2 separate regions of the Rattus norvegicus genome follow, and region 1 is linked to region 2. Evidence: chromatin contacts called from public Hi-C data. All regions are on one chromosome and are shown on one strand. The core of a region is the stretch at or near the end of the contact, and the rest is flanking DNA. Distances in the headings are between cores, read along the strand shown. Region 1 holds the start of Zfp251 (zinc finger protein 251). Region 2 holds the start of Foxh1 (forkhead box H1).

Evidence for each region. Hi-C and Micro-C count contacts between places; a contact is called where the count stands out from the background.
Region 1: a Hi-C map of kidney shows a contact between it and region 2, with 2.2 times the contacts expected there. The contact joins the promoter of Zfp251 here to the promoter of Foxh1 in region 2. A contact is called at or near these places in 3 of 12 Hi-C or Micro-C datasets (kidney, mammary epithelial cells and prefrontal cortex).

What each region holds. Positions count from the first base shown.
Region 1 is chr7:110,477,801-110,480,696 of GRCr8, forward strand. It overlaps Zfp251 (zinc finger protein 251), which reads right to left and starts at 1,418. Exons shown (of 4, transcript NM_001191911.2): 1 at 662-1,418; 2 at 299-431. The coding sequence starts at 691. It also overlaps a transcript of Zfp7 not described here.
Region 2 is chr7:110,269,363-110,272,197 of GRCr8, forward strand. Foxh1 (forkhead box H1) reads right to left here and starts at 1,330. Exons shown (of 3, transcript NM_001130493.1): 1 at 1,056-1,330; 2 at 687-791; 3 at 1-590. The coding sequence starts at 1,322.

The DNA of each region.
Region 1 (2,896 bases), core at 168-2,667, 210 kb after region 2:
GCAGCCTGCGGGACTGAGCAGAACCCTGTCTGCTGGGTCTTCCTCACTAGATAGGGTTTTCTGCCTGCGTGGGCACACTGGTCAGGGGAGGCCAAGGGGCAAGAGAGGTCAAATGCCTACAGCCTCTGTCATTACACTGGGGAAAGGAATGGCCCTGTAAGTCACTGGCAATAAGGAAAACAGTCCCTAGAACTACGTAGACTGGTACCTGGGGACAAGAGCAGGATTTTCCCTTCTCCTGCCTACGTGTCCCTCTGAGATTCCCCACTGTAAGCTAGGACTCCAGGGTAGTTCTCACCCAGTGAGGCCACGTTCCCATAGTTCTCCAACATCACATCCCGGTACAGCGCCCGCTCCTGGGGGCTAAGCTGCTGCCCTTCCGCCCTGGAGAAGTACACAGCCACATCCTGGAAGGTCAGAGGCATCTCACCCTGGAATGACAATATGCCAACAGTACACCAGGGGGTGTGCCTTGTTGATCCCTGCTGGGGTAGCAGAACTGAGACTGGTGGATCAGGCAAGGCCCAACTGAACACAGAGCGCTACTCTTACAAGAGGCAGTAGTCTGCATCCTGATCTCTTCCAACTTCACTATCTGACCACTTCACAGCTCTAGAGGAGACAGCTTGTGACAGGGCACTAGAGAGAAGGAATAACTCACCGGAGTCCGGGAGCAGGACTTGGCAGCCATCTGGGTTGGGATCGGTGGTAAGCAGGAGGCAGCCCCAGCCTGAGGCCTCTCCAACTTACTCTCAGGGAGAGAAAACAGACAAACTCAGCCCCATTCGGCTGGGGCAGTGGACAGATGGTCAGAAGAGGACGACAGACCTTGCTTCGGAAGTGGCCTTCTGGAGTGTCCTGAAGCCTCGAGAGCCAGCGTGTGACCGACCTGTCCCGTGCTGCTATCCAAACTGAGAACTGCCCCAAGCACGGCGCAAGTTGGCAGTTCCAGCCATGCACCAGGACACCAAGAGTGGACTCATAGCACCGCCTCAGCCTTAGAGGGCCAGCCTGGAAAAGGCTGCGGGCCTCACGGCGATAGGCCTCACAGGGTTGCGGGTGTGAGTGGACATGAAATAGGCGGCGAGGGTTAGCCCTGGGCAAAACCTAAAGGCCATCGTTCTTCACATCCATGCCCCCCAAGGCCGCGTCGCCGCCGGCCGCTTGTCCCTCCCGCGGGTTCTCCCGCTGCTGGGTGGCCCCTCTGGCTGCGACCACTGCCTCCTCCACTATCCCTCCTCCCAGGTGTCGCGGCATCATCAGCGCCCTTGGCCAGAAGCAGAGGCAGCCAGCCCGAGACGCTGTCTGCTGGCTGTCCTTGCCCACCTGCAAAGCGACAGCCTCACCTCAGCCAGGGCGCTCTGGACCAGGCATCCACCTACACCCAGCCTGGCCCGCGCTAAGCGGGCAAGCTGACTGCTGACTAGGGGCGGAACAGCCAAGCTGCGCACGCGCGGGTACGGTCGCCGCGCACTTCCGGAGCTTCTTTAGGGTCTCAGAGACCGGCGACCCTACGCACGGGCTGGGCGGGACTCGGAGATGCTCGCCAGGACGCTGCCAGAGCTAGCCAGGACTGTGCTCTGGATCAACCAGATAAGATCTGTACTCGGCTGCAAATAAAGCACAGGTTAAGTAACTAACACCCTGGCTGGGTGTTTGTGGCACCCAAGTCTGTAAGCCCAGTGCTTGGACAACTGAGGCAAGAGGATTGAGAATTCCAGGTCAGTGTGAAATATAGTGCAAGCCCAGTCTCAAAAAAAGCCAAAACATCGAGCCTTAAATCAGACCTTGAGAGACCGGGCGGGGCAGGCACATCTCTGAGACCAACCTGGTTTACATAGAGAATTTCAGCACTGCCTGGACTATGTAAAGAGACTCCGTCTCCAAAATAAGTACTTAGTAAAACAAAGGAGGTAGAGTTGGGCAGGACAAAGAAAGATTGTTTAAAACCGAGGACTATCTTCTCCCAAAATAGTTTGCGCACTCTGCACACAAACTTGAGCGTCAGAGATTAGACAGCACATACTGTTAACTGCTGAGCCATCTCTCCAGCCCTAAAGTTTATTGTCATAATATAATGTTTTTAAAAGTTGTGGAAATTGTTGGAAAAGTAGTCTTGATGTAATCTCAATTGTACCTGTGGGCATTTAGGCCAAAGAGAACAAGCCTTTGTTTGCTTTCAAACGGACATTATGTAGCTCTGGCTAGCCTTGGATTTCTTCCATTCTTCTGCCTGGGTCTCCTGAGTAGCCTCCTGGCTACAAAGCTTCCTTTGATTCTGTTTCTGAGTTTGCAGGTTCTCTTTTTACTCGATACTGCTGACCAGAGTAACTAAACAGTTCCCGAGGCTGGCCGGGTGTTTTATTTAATGGTCTATTTTATTTAATGGTCGTGAATAGAGAGTTGGGGTGTATTGTCTTCTCCCAGAGCAGACCTAAGGCCTGAATCTTTGTGAAGTGGTGAAATAGCAAAGACCAATTGTTAGTGACTTGCCGGTGTATTTAGTGGTTTACTTAAAGCACTGTTTGTACTGTTATAATTATCAAGCATGGCTTCACTTGCTACCTGAAACAGAATGACTTGGATGCATCACTGTCCTTAAAAACCTGCTTGCCTGCCCCACCCTGCTGTTGTAGAGATTGAGTATACAAACTGGACCCAGGGTGGAAGCCTGTCTGACTGATACCTCCCATCCCCCTGCCGCAGCACTCCTGTACATTTGGGAATATGCGATAACTTGGTCGGCGACTGAAAGCTCGTGATTACTGGTACAGAACTTTACCTACTTCTAGCAGGCAGCATCTGTAAATAACCAGAAACAGAGAGAAAAGTCAGCCTGATGGTAGTGTTTCACTGCTGGGCTACCAGCCTTACGGTAGTGCCTGGGCACACTGAC
Region 2 (2,835 bases), core at 80-2,579:
GGCGTGTAGATGGGCAAGTAAGAGGTGGGTAGCTGTCCCCACAAGGAAGCTCTGCTCCCCCTCCTGGACATTCCCATGGAATCTGAGGAATCCTGAAGTAAGTGGAGGGGCCAGGAGCCTTGGTCTGAGGAAACGGGAGAAGGCCTGATGACTTCCCCTTGGGAAGTCTCCCCCTCTATTCTTGTGGGCCTGGGAAGGGAGCTGAGGGGCCACAGAGGCTTATCAGAGACGTTAGAGGGTCCAGCGCCTATCCCCTCTTCCCCCTTTGACAAGGTGCTTGCCTGAGCTGGAGTGCTCTGTCCAGCTAGCCTAGGATGCTGGGGCCATGTGGATGCTTTCCCAGGGTCCCCTAGCAGGGACTTGATGCTGAAATCCTCCCTAGATGGTGGTGGGGGACTGGGTGGCCGATAAGGCTGGCCGTGGAGCACATAGGGGCTCAGGTCCTTGGCGAACGCTCTGTGTGTGCCCCGGTTCTGCCATCGACGGCACAGGGCAGTGTTCTGAAGGCGCAGCGCCTCTGCAGGAATCAGGCTCACGTCCACCGCCCAGAAGTTGCCCTTGGCCTGGGGCTTTGCAGGGTCCTTAGGCACCTAGAGAGTGGTTGGCTTGGGTGTGGCTGTTCTACCGAGAGATTCAGGGTTTCCAAGCCCGTACCTCCCCCAGGATTCGATCATTGACCACCCCACCTTACGGAAGCACCGGTTAGAGGAAAGGTTGTGGCGGATGGAGTCCTTCCAGCCCTCATAGTCGTCCCTGAAGAAGGGGAACACTGCCTGGACCTGACGGATAATCTGAAAATAGGCAGTATTTGGCGCGGTGAGGCAGGGATTGAAGTAGTACCCTCTCCCTCTCCTACAGCCGACCCCAGGCCTTCCCTTCTTAGGGGATTAGACTTCTGTGCCTGAGAGCAGAGTGTGTGGGGGTTGTGGGAGAAGAGTCTCAGGTCTGGTCTCACAAGCAAGGATGAGTGGACTAGGCAGAGGCCAAGTGTGAGCCTACAGTAAGTGGGTACAGGTCTGGGAAGTGGTGCCCCAAAGCACGAGGGACTCTCTCACCTGAGCCAGTTTCAGTCTGCGGAAGGGTGCGGCCTGAATTACCAAGGCGATCATGGCCAAGTAAGTGTAGGGGGGCTTGTCATGCCGTAGGTATCTCTTCTTCCTCCTCTTGGGGGTCTTCGAAAGAGACTCTGCTTCTGGAGGCCTCAGCTGAGAGTTGTCGAGAGGCCCCATACAAGGGATGTAGCCCTGGGCCAGAGCCTGGACCAACTGGGGGCTCAGGGTAGTCGGACTGTAAGTTGAGGCCAGGTCCCAGCCCGAGGCCATGCTGGGACAGGGAGGCCAGGCTCTTTCTTTATCATTCTGATGAAAGGGGGAGGGGTGAGAGAAAGAGGCTGTGGGGGAGGGGAACATGTGTGGGCAGCCACAATTAGCAGGTTTCAGTTAATCTTGGAGGGAAGGGCAGAAAAGATTCCAGTAGGGACTTTTGGTGGCCTTTGAAATCAGTCTCCACTCTCAAGTTGCCTTTGGGTGCCTGGGTATCCCCTATAACCTGGAAGGAAAAGCCCTTGAAAGAAGTCTACCCCAGGGTAATGTATCTGCCTGGGTTGGTCTCTAACTCCCATTTAACAGAGGGGAAATGACTTCTCCAGCCAAACTACCCAGAGAGGGATGGGGAATTCCCAGGAGTTCAAGACAAAGCAGTCAAAAGAAGTCAAGCCCTAGGTGGGGAGTCTGCCCAGAACTTAATGAGGTAGGGGGCATACAGACTGACAGACTTTCTAGACCAAAAAGGAATAGAGTCTGTCCCCAGAAACAAGAGGAGGATACAGAGACCTGGTCACTGTCTGTGTTCTAAACTTTACCCAAGTTCTCCTGGCTACTACAATGGGCAGGTTTGTATTGAGAATCTGAATCAGGGCACAGACGGCAGAGATTGGTGTTAGAGTCAACAATCCAAGACCGTCGGCACTAAAAACTTTTGAGAAGGGGTTGGGGATTTAGCTCAGTGGTAGAGTGCTTGCCTAGCAAGCGCAAGGCCCTGGGTTCGGTCCCCAGCTCCGAGAAAAAAAAAAAAAAAAAACTTTTGAGAATTCACCTTTTCCTTGAAGCCCCTCCGGATTATACTATCAAAGGACTGAGACCCTTGCCAAGGAAGGTACAGTCATGAGCGCAGGAGGGAGTGGGGACACACATGGAGGATGAACACAGGGGGACTTCACTTCCTCTGACAGTCCTACCTCTGGCTGGGTTGTGATCTTATCTCAGATTCTTCTTTTTAGCTCTCATCTGTCTTCCCCCGGAATCCTATCACCTCCTGCCCCTCTGCTTTCTATTCACAGGGTCTAGCTGAGAGTTCCTGTGTCTCTCACCTGGTAAATATCCCTGGCCTCAGACCTATTCACTAAATAAGTCATTCTGTCCCGCAAGCCTGAGGTCTCCCTTTCCAGTTTGTCCTTCCTTGCTTCCAGGTAAAGCCTGGCTCCTTAGTCTGATATTCAAGGCTCCTCATCACGGCTGCTTCTCCCTGACCACAGTATCCCAGGGTCCAACTATCAACCAAACTGCTGCCCATTCCCTGGTATTCGCTGCTCCCTCTTTTGACCAAACGCTGCTTCTGCTTTGAAGCATGGACTCCTACCCTTTTATTAAAGAATAGGATAAAGAGCACCCTTCCGGGAACACTTGAACACTTGCCCTTCCCCGCCCCACCCGGGACGTCAAGGTGTTCATTCCACTGAATAGAGCACGAAAAAAAAAAAAAAAAAGTCAACCAATCATCTACCGGAGCTGACCCCGCCTCTGTCAATCTACAGGGGATAGCCCCGCCCTTGCGGAG